Linked DNA regions of Manis pentadactyla: region 2 is linked to region 1. Evidence: chromatin contacts called from public Hi-C data. All regions are on one chromosome and are shown on one strand. Each heading gives the region's core, a stretch centred on a gene start, on an enhancer-like site or on the middle of the called end of the contact. The rest is flanking DNA. Distances are from core to core; before and after follow the strand shown. Region 1 holds the start of P4HA2 (prolyl 4-hydroxylase subunit alpha 2). Region 2 holds the start of LOC118916123 (interleukin-3-like).

The links. Hi-C and Micro-C count contacts between places; a contact is called where the count stands out from the background.
Region 2: a Hi-C map of skin fibroblasts shows a contact between it and region 1, with 5 times the contacts expected there. The contact joins the promoter of LOC118916123 here to the promoter of P4HA2 in region 1. A contact is called at or near these places in 2 of 3 Hi-C or Micro-C datasets (fibroblasts and skin fibroblasts).

What each region holds. Positions count from the first base shown.
Region 1 is chr13:60,325,136-60,332,060 of mManPen7.hap1, reverse strand. It overlaps P4HA2 (prolyl 4-hydroxylase subunit alpha 2), which reads right to left and starts at 3,416. Exons shown (of 16, transcript XM_057491020.1): 1 at 3,115-3,416; 2 at 2,440-2,576.
Region 2 is chr13:60,525,269-60,531,429 of mManPen7.hap1, reverse strand. It overlaps LOC118916123 (interleukin-3-like), which reads left to right and starts at 3,940. Exons shown (of 3, transcript XM_057490495.1): 1 at 3,940-4,158; 2 at 5,496-5,531; 3 at 5,648-5,881. The coding sequence starts at 3,940. The coding sequence ends at 5,755.

The DNA of each region.
Region 1 (6,925 bases), core at 2,167-4,666:
ACTGGGCAGTTGTGAGGACTGAGTGGGAGACAGTATCAATGCACAGCCCAGCACCAGGCACGATTCACACCATGAGTACCACAGGTACTGGAGGAACAGCAGTGGCCAGAGTAACCAGCTGACCAGCTGGACCCTGGACAGGAAGAACATCCCGGCTAGGGGACGTGAAGACAGGAACAAGGCAGAAATTGGGCAATGTCCACATCCCAGGAGTGCCAAAAGACAGGAAACATTAATTCAGGAGACAGTGGAGTCAGGCATAATGCAGCACACTAACCACAAGGAACAACCTGGTACTGGCCCGTCACTGGCCTAAAGCTCACCAAGGAAGCCAAGTTCTCAGCAAAAGGCAGGAGACTAGACCCACATTCCAGGATCTCATGTATTTCTATGCCTCTGATCTGCTCACTCCGAGTTCCTACAAGTACCAGGCTTCAGGATCTCTGTCCACCCTGGCCCTCAGGAGTGCCAGGTACAGAGCAGGCAACATTCTAGCAAGCACTACCCGAATGGTCTACAGCAGATGCTGGTCTGTGATCAGGCTGAAGCAGATCGTGTCGGAGCCAGGGAACTCCCTACCCAAACAGTTCATCATATGCTCTGCAGTGATACCGCCTGAACACACACTCTTCTGGGCCTCCAAAAAGGAAAGTCTCACTCTCCTTGGCTCCTTCGGAAAGTAGAAAGTCTACGCTGCATTCTTCATTCCACATCCTTGCACAAACCCAAGATCCCAAGAGCCAGCAGGCCTTTATGCTCTCGAACAGGCTGATGTCCCACCCTAGGACACTTCAAAGTCCAAATTGCTAGATTCAAGCAAATTCTTCAAAGTCTAACTTTCTTTCCAGTGTTCATCTGGACTTAGGCATGCCTGTGGCACAGCATTTCCTGCCAACATGCATCTGCAGACAATACACTCCTGACAGATACCAGGGACACACCCATGAGCCCAACACACACTATCAGCCAGCATGGCCACACATCAGCCAAAGTCTTGCATCTAGCCTCAGACCTTCCCAAGGATCGGGGAGGGCAGAGCTGAAAAGTGAGGCTTTCTGAGGAAATGAGCAGACCCTGGATTCCCTCATCCCATTCATTCCTCAGGGCTGCACCCATATAGTTCCCATTCAGATAAGCACTTCCACTCTGAGCTCCTCCCCTGGCCCATGGCCAGCTGCCAGCATGAGGCAACCTCAGTATGAGTTACCTGTGGGCAAGGAAGGAGAGTGCCACTGCTGTTACCTCCTCCTGTTCCCTCTCCCTCTGTCCTGCCACAGGCATGTTCTAAGCAGAAGCCAGGCCCAGAGGACTCAAGGAATGAAGAGATCAGCTGTGGCCAGGCTAAACCAGTGGCAAAGTAAACATTCTCCCAGGCACCCCATGTCAGAGCCCACAACAGGGCAGAAGGGCCTACCACAAGTCACAGACCATGCCTACTCGTCACCTGGTCTGCCTGCTGAGCATTCAGACAGCTAGGGTGGCCCAGTATGACAGCACCGCTGGGATGAGGCCCCCCAGCCAACTCACTCCATCTTTGCTACATGGCTCCTATGGCTGGGCTGCACAGTGGACACACTTGGCCATGTGATAATACAAAGGCCCTGGAAGAAAAAGATTCAAAGCCCAAACATCTTGTGAGTGGTGAGAAATAAACAGAGAGGCCAGGCTCTGAGTCTTTCACACTGAGAGGCTACACCCTGGACACTTCAGAGGCAGTTTCAGCACAAGCCAAAGGAAATCTTGTTTCATTTAACAGAGAACGAAACCATGGAGCCTGCTATCCCAGATGCGTTATGAGCTGAGAAGCAGCAGAAGCTTGTAAATACATTCTATCAATTCTTAGGTGAACAGTGGATCTTACAAAATCAGGGACATTTGAGAATGCCCTCAGCCACAAAGTGATGTCCCCTAGCCCTTGTTGGGGCCAGGAGTCCCTCCAAGAGGGCTGAGGCTGCCGGGCCTCAGATGGTTTCCATCATGAAGTATAAGCCTTGGGTGTCACTCTGCAGCACAAGACACCAGCCTCAGTCTTGGGAGGGACTCTAACGTTCTACACCATCTTAAAAGCGTCAGATTAGAAGAGAGAGGCCAAGGGCCCACCTATGCTGTCCAGAAGTAGTAAGTGCCCTGATCCGCATTTATCCTGCAAAGGTTCACTGAGCACTCTCCAGATGCAGAGCACAGTACCCGGCACTGGCCTCACTTGAAGCTCTTATGGATGGGTCCATGGCAGCCATGCCCCATTGCCCTGCTTCCACCAAAGTGCCCAGCTCTCCTACCACTCACACAGGTGGTTCCTCTGAGCAGGTTACCCTTGGTTCGGCCCTCATCTGACCACCTGGGGTCGTGTGTCGCGTCCTCCAGGAAGCCCTCTGGCCTGAAGCATCCGGTCCTCTAAGGTACTCACAGCCGGGAGCTCCCTCCCAGCACACCACTCACCACGCTGTTGCCGGCCTGGGTTTTCCCAGTCTTCCAGTCTGTCTGCCCCACGGGGCTGGCAACTCCTGCAGCTTCTGACACACAGAAGGGTCCGTTTGTTGAATCAGTTAACTAGTTAGCACACGTCTCTGCCACTGCTGAGGAAAAGGAGCACAAGTTCAAAGGGATGTCCGGAGGGAAAAAAAAGTTCTCATCTAACATCCCATTTTAATGGGCACCAAGCTGGACCCTACCCGGCCAAGGCCACGGACTCGCGGCCCCTCGGAGGGAGGAAGCTGGCCCTAAGCTGGCCCTCACTAGCACTACGCGGCCCCTCGGGGCCCTGCCACCAGCACCACCACCTCCAACCTCTGGGACCCCCGGGGAGCCTGACCCGCAGGGCAGCGGAGGTCCCCGCCCCGCCCCGTCCGCCGCGGGGACCGGCAGGAAAGGAGCCGCTGACCTCACCACCGTGGGCTCGGGGAGGGGGCGCCGGCGGCGGGCCCGGAACCCAGGCGCGTGCGGAAACAGCGCGGAGGGCGCGGGGCTGCGGCCCCGACTTGCGCTGCGGACGGCGGGGGCGCGCCCCCCGGCCCCCAACTCCGGGCCCCGCGCGGGCAGAACGCACGGCCCGGCACCCCCGGCCTGCGCCCGAGCCCGGCGGCGGACCGGCGACCGAGCGGGCGGGGCGCTCACCTGGACACGCGCCGCTCCCGGCGTTTCCAGAACCTCCCGCGGCGGTGCCCGGCCCACTCGGCGCCTCCTCCTCCTCTGGCGGCCCCGCCTCCCGCCGCGGCCCGACTCCGCCCGCTTGAGCCGCCGCCACGTCCCCACCTCCCGCCCCCGGGCCGGCCAGGCCCCTGGCTCCGTGAGCGGAGGGCCTCGGCCAGGGGTCGCCGCTGCGAGCGACCCCCGGGAAGTGGAGGCTGCGCGACCGCGAGGGAGCCGGGAGTGGGTTTGGGGCCAGGCGGGAGCCCGCGGTCGGCACCCTTCAGGCCGCGCGCCGCTCGCCGCACGTACGCCGCGCCCGCCTCTCCCGCCTCGCCCTGCCTGGCCCCCACCTGTGGGGCGCAGCCCGCCCTCCTCCCAGGGGCGGTCCACGACCCATCCTGGCCTCGGTACCGGGCGGGGAACGTGCCTAGGTGCTGGTGGACCCCTCTGGTCGCAGTTCCCGCCCATTCCCTTGGTGGTTCTGCTGGGTACACGGGGTCCCGCGTCCCCTCCCCATCATCATACCATCAGGTGGGGCCAGGAGCCCAGTTACCTGGGGGAGGCTCTGGAGAAGAGACCTGGGGTCCACCAGCAGGACCAAACCCCCAAAGGGATTCGGACTGTCCCCAGCTCCCGGGTCAGGCACTTCTGGTAAAGTATGTGTGGATAATGGGTTGATGAGGAGGAGCCCCATGGTTTGCCCGAACCCTTCCGTGCAACACGGTGGGCACCTCATGTAGCCAGTGCAGTGGTAATAAGGCAGGGATGCAGCGAACAGCCGGACCTGGAGGAGGCCCTGGCGGCCAAGCAGGTTCCCACGCCTGCTCTGTGAACCTTCCTGGTCATGAATGAGGGGAAACGTGGTCTGAGAATCTCATCAGGGAGCTTGAGAATCTCATCAGAAAGCTAGCCCAGAGTGGGTGTGCCCGGCCTCCACCAGGCCGGGTCGGGATATTCCCCGTGGCACACTGTCCAGGCTGGCAGCCCAGACCTGGGAAGGCAGGGCACATTCACGGAATACACACAACAAGCATAAAATACAGAACAGGCTATTGCTCCGTCCTTCGTCAGCCACCAGCCACAGCTCAGCTAGAGCCAAATGGAAACCTTCCTGCCTCTGCTACATCCTGTTGTGCCCCTGCCCCAGGAGCCTCCCTCTGTCTGCCCAGATGCTCCCATCCTCTCCCGTTTCTCAGGAGCTGGCCCTGTGGATCACCCCTTCTATCTCCAGAATGTTCAACCTCCCCCTCTCAACTGGATCCTTCCCCTGACCTATAAATACGTTTGAGCCACTAGTATGGAAACAAAACCCTCATTCTACTGCAGTGTCTCTCCTTCTCCACTACCGCAAAATCCCCTGAAGTGGATCTATGTCCTTGCGCTCACCTCCCTGCTACTCCTCGGGCCTCTGCAGTGAGCCTTCTGGCCCCCTCACAACACCACACCAGATCTCAAAGTCTCTAAAACCTCCAGATCTCTCCATCCAGCTGCCACCCCAGCAGCGTTTGATCCCCGGCAGCGCTGGTCCACTGCTTCCCTGGACCACTCATTTCCCTTGATATCCACCATCTTCTCTGGCCATCTCTGCCCAGGCCTCCTCCCCCACCGCCCCCGCCACCACGTCTCCCTTCCCATTAGTCAATAAAAGTTAAGGGTTCCTCAAAGCTCATACCTATGTGCCCTACTTTCCCCTTTCTATAATTTCTTCCTTTACACACATGACTCGCAAATTTCTCTCCACTCTTGCCCTGACTCCTGAGCGCCAGACTCGTATAACTGACAGCTAAGCCTACACCTCCACTTGAGTGGGTCCACAGGTTTATGTTCTCTCCCTTCTCTGGCTCCCTGCCTCCCATATTGCCTGCTGAAGGGGCCACCCAGCTGCAGTTACCTAACCAGAAGCCTGGGAATCCTGCTCAGCACCTCCCTCTGCCTCGTCCCCAGACCCTACCTTCTATAGCTCATGTCCATTCAGTTCTACCACCTACATCTCTCTCTGATGCACCCACTTCTCTCCATCCCGCTCACCTCCATGACCACCTCAGTGCCCTAGGCCGGCTGCCTCCCTGCATTCTTGTTCCCTCCCACCTCCTCCACACTGCCCCAGCCCTCACACCCCTGCCGCCTCCCCCAAATGCAGGTCTGAACCCATCACTCTCAGCTCAGTAACTTGCATGGTTTTTAGGAATAATCTGAAAACCCACATGGTTTGGCCCCTGCTCACTTTTCTAGCCACACTGACTTTCCCCCAGTCACTCTAACTGGCCGTTGTCCTCCTCACCCCACTCCCAGGCCTTTGCAAATGCTGTTCTTCTGTATAGAAAAATTTCCCTCCTCTCCAATTAAATCCTTAAGGTCCCCTCAGAGGGATTTCCCTCACTTCCTTGACCAGGTCAAAACCTCCTGTAATAGCACCACCACCCCCATGTCCTATGTGCTTTCTAATACTTGCCATAGGTGATATAGTTGAATGACTATTTGATTAAGGTCTGTCCCTCCACTGGCCTGGGACCTCCAGGAGCACATGAACTATGTGTGACTTTGTCCATCATCGTATGCTCAGCCCCTACCACAGAATTGGGCTCAATAAATATTTGCTGACTACGTGAGGGCAAGTGGGTGTCTCCCTAATGCCATGCATCACACAGCAGTAGCCAAAGGCCTGCCTAAGGCCACCACAGGGCCTCAAATTCCTGGACCCCACTCATTCCTCAGAGTCCATCTTCTTGTAAGGATACTTGTCATTGAATTTAGGGCCCACGAGGGGATCAGGATGATCTTATCTCATTATCCTTAGCTTAGTTACCTTTGCAAAGTTCCTATTTCCAAATAAGTTCACATCCACAGGGTCAGGTATTAGGACACAGACATGTCTTTTTGGGGACCACCATGCAGCCCACTATACCTTATAGTCTCTCAAGCCAGCCAGGGGCTACTGGACTTGTGTAAGTCCATGACTTTTAGTTCACAATCTCCAGCCCAAGGCTACTTCAGACCCACATTTGCCTTCTTTTGGTGGCCACTTGATGGGTGAACTCATTATCTCCCCAACCCTCCCCACACCACCCAGACCGCTTCACCTCCAGCATTTCCCATATCTCAGGAAGTGAAATCACATCTCCCAGTCTTTTCCATTTTCTTCCCCACCATGTTTCCCCATTGCAGATCTTACTGGTGAATCTCTCAACCTATTTATTGCCCTCCATTCCTACAAATTCAGCCCAAATTCAGGACACCACCATCTATCACCGGACAGTTCATCCTGGCCAACAGCTTCCTCTCAGCTCCCTCTAACCTTACTCCACTCCACAGGCAGAGTGACATTTTTAAAATGTGATTCTGATCATGTCATTTCCATATAAAGAACCTCTGAAAGGTGTCCCTGTCCTAAGGATAGATACAGCTCTCACCCTCCCCTCTACCAATCCCCTCTACCCAGCCCTGATGGCCTCTCTTACCATGTGCAGTTCAAACGTGATGCTCTATCACACCGGGCATTTTTCATTCCCTGACCTTTGATTGTGTCATTCTTCCTGCCTAAAACACTCCTCTCCTCTCCTAAAACACTTCACTTCCTGCCTAAAACACTCCACTCTTCTGAAAGCCTTCTCTGGGCCCAGTCTGAGCCAGATCCCTGCATAGAATCCATAGTTCCTCTTGGATGAATTTCATACTTCTAACATCATTCATGTCTACTTCCTTCACCACTTTGTCTTCCTGGGGATGGGGCAGTCTCTGCCCTGTTCATCACTACGTCTCCATCTCTAGCATAGGGCCTGGCACCTGGGACCTGGAA
Region 2 (6,161 bases), core at 2,691-5,190, 200 kb before region 1:
TGGGTCCCTGCTGGTGGTGGGCACCCCAGAAGATTCCACCAGATCTGTGGGGGTAAGGGATGGGAAGGAGCAGGCGGACCTCTGATTGCATGGCCCCAAGGGCCAAGACCTTGGGCACTGTGCCCCACTTGGAGTGAGCCCAGGCCCCTAGCAGGATGGGGCCATGCCTGCTGGGATCGCTGGGCATGGCCCGGAGATGCACACTGACACCCACAGGGTCTCTTCCCTGCAGACTCCGGGTGGCAGTCCTGGACTGGCTCTCCTGCTCCAGCCCTAGCAGGGCCTCCCTCATGGGACCCAGGGCTGGGCACCCTCAGCTCATTTCCCTTCCTGATTGCAATCAGCCATTCAGCTGCAGAGGAGGCTTTCCCTGGCTAGGCTGACGCAAATGCCCGGGCGGAATTACTTTCTTACAGGAGGCCAGGCCTCTCCGGAGGGGTTAGTTAGGCCTGTGGCTTGTGTGCGGGGGAGGCAAGGGGAGTTCCTGTGATTTCACCTGAAGAGGCTCCTTTAGAGTCAAGGCAAACCTCAAGTCAACTCCAGAGGAGGCCCAGGCTCCACCTAGTTCCCCTGAGAGGCAGCAGGGGCTTGCAGTGGGACCCAGATGGCCTCTACAGTGAAGGCCGGGCAGCCCCTCAGAACACATTCACTCTGTGGAATGCACACAGGGATGTTGGGTTGCACGCAACAGGCTTTTCTAGAGGGGCTGGACGCACAGCCTCCTGCCTCCCTTGTTCGGTAGTCCCTGCTCCCTTCCCTGCCCCACATGACCTTCTCCAATGGCCCAAGGCTTCTGCCTGGGGGTCCTCCATTCTACACTCTGGCCCAGAGAGACCCTGAATTTTCCCCACCTCCTTGCCCTCTGACCCCAGGCTCTCAGCCCCTCAAGGTTATTCCCCAGGCAGTCAATTCAGACTCCCAACTAAGCTGCCCTCCTTGCCTGTAAACTCTACCGCCCCAAACCCTCAGGGGCTGACTGCTTCCCCTTCCCTAGGGAGCACACAGAAGCTGTTGCTGCCTCCCTGCCACTAAACCTGTGGACCCATCCCACTGCACCTTCCTGCCAGGTGGACGGCCTGCCAGGCAGCCTCTCCCTGAGCACCCTGCCCAGTGGGCATGTGCTACCTGGTATTGGGAGCCCTCCCTGCATGCACCTGCCTCAGGCACCCGAGGCTCCGGCCCACCACCCTGTTCGTCTCCAGCAGGAGATACTCACGCTCCTGTCTGGAAAGCGCCTTCTCTGACCCTTGGCTCCTCAGGCTGCCCCGTCCCTCCCTCCCTTCAGATTAAAACTTCTTCTCAGTGTCTCTGTCTGACCCTCACTCCCCCCACTGCTGCCACCACTCACTAAAACTGCCCCTCCAGGGGCACCAGTGGCCTCCTTTTCAGTAATGCCAGGGGCTGCGCTGTATTCTCCCCCTAATCTGTTGCTTTCCAGTGCTGCCCAGGTGGGTGCTCAGCCTCTGGGGTCAGACAGACCTGCCCACATTCATCCTCAGGAGCTCAGCAATTCAGCCTTGGTTTCCTCATCCGTAAAATGGTAAAAAGAGTAGCTGCTTCAGATGCTCCTTGTAAGGATTAAATGAGTTGATCCATGAAAACAACTTAGTGCCCCAAATGCACTAAGGGCCGCTCAGTGGAAGTTAGCTTGTAGTCTTTCCCTCTGTCCAGTTCTCTCCATCTGCACCAGAATCACCCTAATCCAGCCTCCCCGCCTTTATGGTCCCGAGAACTCCCGACCCCTCCCTGGCTAACCTGCTGTACTGACCTCCCAGCCATTCTCCCTTTGGGCTTCCTGGGACCCCACCCTTCCCTGGCTGAAAACCCTGAAATGTTTTCAGTGCTCCTAGCATGAACCTCCTGCTTCTGTAATAGACTTCAGACTCATTTTTAAAACAAGAGACAAATGCTACAAATATCAATATTTACAACAGCAATACTCAGCATTTTTCTTTGCCATAATCTAACACAAAAGAAGAACTTTCAGAGGAATACATACAGGAATATTCAACCTCCATAGCTTTAAAATTCCCTCAAAAGGCCTGTTTACATAAAAAAAAAAAAACAGGTGTTTTTTTCTTATGTAAAAATCACATTTTTTTTGTGCACAGGTCCCCAAAACTTTTATATGGATGGTGACACCAACCCATCGTTGAGTCCTGAAGCCCTGGGTCTCTGGGGAACCCCTCTCCTGCCTGAGCTGAGGACTTTAAGTAAGAACTTCTTCAGTGTTGTATGAATGGCATGAGGACCTTGTCAAAATGTGATTTCTGGTTGAGAAAGTTTGGGGTGAAGTCTGCACCTCTAACAAGCTCCCAGGTAAGGCTGAAGCCACAGGTCCAAGGTCCAGGTGGGAGCAGCAAGACTCTCAGCCTATGTCTCCCCACAAGACTGAGTTTCTTAGGAGAGGGACCCTGTCTGTCTCACTCACAGTGCCTGCCCATGGCAGGTACTCCATGAAAGCTTGCTGAAGGAGTTGTGCCCAGTCTCCATGCGGCCTCACGTCCCTGGGGTCTTGGAGACGGTCCACTTGCTTTCTGAGGATGTTCTGGGCCCAGCCCAGGGCTGAGCCGGGAGCCATGTTAACTGGCTGTGGGCACTATTATCACTACACTGCCTTGGGCCACAACCTCTCCACCTGCCTCGTCTGCAGCCACATCCTGGTCCTCGTCTTTACAAGACTTGCTCCTGATCAGAAGCCTGAAACACCCAGGTTCTGCCGCCTCGACATGGCCTCCTCTCCTCCGTCTCCCATACTGACTGCATCGCCCCTCACCCTGGGCCCTGGCTTCCATCCTGCCCCCCACCCTCCACCCCGCCACACTTACTCTCCTCAAAGAACTCTGCTCCATGACCCCCTCACACTTACCCCTTTCCCGACCCCCTTACCCTGGGCCTGTGTCAGAGTCTGACCCATATCACAGGGCAGGGGCCACCTCGTCCTGCAGGGCTGCCCCGTGGGCTCCCGCCCTCCTGGGCTTCCTGCTTCCTCTCTGGCTGCTGCTTCTTGGGCCCTTTGTCCCCCCAGTCTGTCCTGCCCCTTCCCCACTCTGTAAACCCTCCCACCAGTCCTCACTGCCAACTCCTTGCAGCTGCACCAACTGTGGTCCAGACCCTGCAACACAGCTCTCTCTTTGGTCACCAGCCCGCGTCACTAGAGGTGGCCCGAGACTAGCAGGTTGCCCTCCTCTCCTCCCTTCCCTCTCCCCTAGGACCCTGGCCAGCCCCCTCCTCCTGTGGCCGGTGACGGCTTCCTCAAGGTCCCTGAGCCCAGCAATCCTGTGCTGCCGGGGACTGCGGGCATCAGGAACCCACAGTGCAGGGCTGTGCTGCCACCAGACGAGTGAAAGAATGGGCATCTGGTGCCTGGGCCCCATCTGCCAGGAGCAGCAAGTGTTGAAAAGGAGCTGTCCGAAGCCCGTGAGGCAAACCCGGGGGCTGTACCACCAGGAACTCGGTGCTGAGAGAGTGTCAGATGATGTTCTCAGTGCTCAAGCCCACACATGGATGAGAGCCGTGTGACAGGCGGCCAGACAGCTGAGGGTCAGAGCTGTCCAGGGATAGCAGGCCCAGGCCCACTGGGCCAGAGGCTCAGGGAGCTCAGACTCCGGTGGGCCCTCACCTGCCAGAGGGGTCCTGGCACCTGTCCCTACTCTGCCAGTGGCCTGCCCATCTCTTAGCCTCCTTGGCAAGATGAGGAGATACCCTTTCGATAATTTTTTTTCCAAGTTGCTCTGATCTCAAGTACTAGAAAGTGATGAATAAGTCTGTGGTTTGCTGTGGAGGTTCCATGTCAGATTAAGGTTCTTCCGATGCCTGCCCCCCTATCAACCGGGTGTGGGCATGCAGCTGCTGTGCATAAAAGACGGGAGACGGTCTCGGACGCTTCAGAACAGCACGAAGGACCAGGACCAGACGGATGGCATCCTGCCAGCAAGCATGAGCAGCCTCCCCATTCTGTACTTTCTCTTGCTCCTGCTCAGACTCCAAGTCCCTCAGGCACAGGGCTTCCCGACACTCCGGCCTGACCAGTACTCTGTGATAGTCACTGAGATTCTGAAAGCCCTCAACGAGTCACCTTTGGCTTCACAAGTGAGTAGCTGGGGTAAGTATGGGCAGGGAGAGTGCTGTCAGCCAAGGGGATTCACTCAACGGGCTGTCTCTCCCTCTGCCCCCACAGAACCCCTTGAACTGGAATGACAAATTGATCCTGCGGGTAAGAGCTCAGCCCTGCATGTGGCTGCACCTGGGGCCCAATCCATCCCCTCCATGGGTGGCCTCAGGCCTGTCACCCCACCTGCCTGGCCTTAGCTTTCATCTGTAAACGGAGTTGACAGCATCTATCCCAGTGGCTGTGTTGTTAGAATTAGGCTGCACAATGTGGGTGAAGGTCCCAGACCTGTGTCTGGTGCTCAAAGGACGTGCTTAGAACATTGTCTGCTCATGGCTATGATAGGAAAATGATTTTTTTGTTGCAAAATTGAAAGGGGCAGCTTGAGGTGAACAATACCAAAGGCCTCAAGTTCAGTTTTCAGTGGGGCAGCCCCTGGACTGGCAGAATAAAACGTCCCCCATGACTGCACCTGCTTCCTTCCTTTTCCTTAAAAAACAGAGCCATGCCTTCCACCCTGAACGGCCCTGGACATCATTACATAGAGTGAGCTTCTGAGCTCCAGTTGGCTTCAGGGGTTACCTCTCCTTTGCTTGAACGGCATTTCTTGGGTTCACACAAGAGGCTGAATCTCTCCTGAGTTTATTGGCCATTGGTGTTTCTCCCCTTTTAGGCACTCACGGTTCGCGTGCTGCTCCCTCTCCCATACTGGGGTCTCTGTGATTTTCTTCCTGATTTCTAGGAGCCCTTAATTCAGTCAAGGCATTAACCCTATCATCTGGCCTCTTAGCTGCGAGTATTTCCCCTAGCCAGCCCTCCACCTTGGGTAGAGCCAGTTTTGGGAAATGTATTTTTTTCCCCAGGTGTAGAAAGGTCCGCCTGGGCCCTCTACACAGCTGACATGGAGTCGGGGGCTCTGGGCATGAGGGAAGAGGGCCTTGCCCAGGGTGTGCCCTCTCCTCCGGGCCTATGCCCTTCAGGGAAGCTCAGGGACCCACCCGGGCCAAGAAAGGCACAAGGAGAGGAGTGCCCAAGGATGCCCTGAAAGGAGGCTTAGAAACGGTGGGGTGACTTCAGCCTGGTCACGGAAGGAGACTCCTCAACCTTCCCTCCCGCATGTATTCTTGGTCCCCTCAGAACAGGATCCTTCTGAGGCCAAACCTGGATGCATTCCTGGAAGCTGCCAGTAATTTGTATGGGAACGACTCACAAATCAGGAAAAATCTTAAGGTGTGTGAAGCTGTCGAGGATTTCTGGGAGCCCCCCGCCCCCTGCCATGGCCCTGCCCCTGCCCCTGCCCCCACCCCTCCCCGGGGATGAGGCTAACAGGGCCTCCTCCTTCCCAGGCCAGTCTCTGCCCATCTGCTTTGGTCTCTTTCCACAGGAATTCCAGCCTATCCTGCCCACCCCCACGACTGAGGTGAGCTGCCCCAAGATGCCCCTGCAGGCGCTGCCTTCAGTCATGACTTGACCCCAGCCTGTCATCCACCTTCCAACCTTGCCTCATCTAACGCCACCTTCATCGTTTCTTCACAGGGAGACCAAATCCGTATCGAGGAGAGTAACAAGGGTGATTTCCAGCGTAAATTGAAGCAGTATCTGGTAACCCTTAATAGCTTCCTGCGTGACAGGAACAGGCATTGAGCTGTACTTTCCTCAGTCCATTGTCTGGCTCCCTCTCTGGGCCTTCTCACCTCAGGCCCTTGGGATGTGAGAAAGAGCAGAACATCTGAAGAGTACGGGGTATCTCTCACACAGTCCAGGACTGGAACATTTCATTTACTGTAGACTCAGAGAATTGTTAATTGTCTAGTTTCTGAAATGTGCCACCCCTCTTTGGCTGTTTTTGTGACTATGTTCTCATTTTGATCCTACCGAGGCTATTTATTTATGTATTTATTTATTACCTTGTGCAATGTGAACCATATTTATTTGAGCAGGGGAGCTGTGTCCTGCTCTTTCTAAACAGGACTCAACAGGGGGATTTGGGGGTACATTTATTTGTACTTCGGGTTTTAAACTGATTTCTCACATCTGTGAAAATAAATTA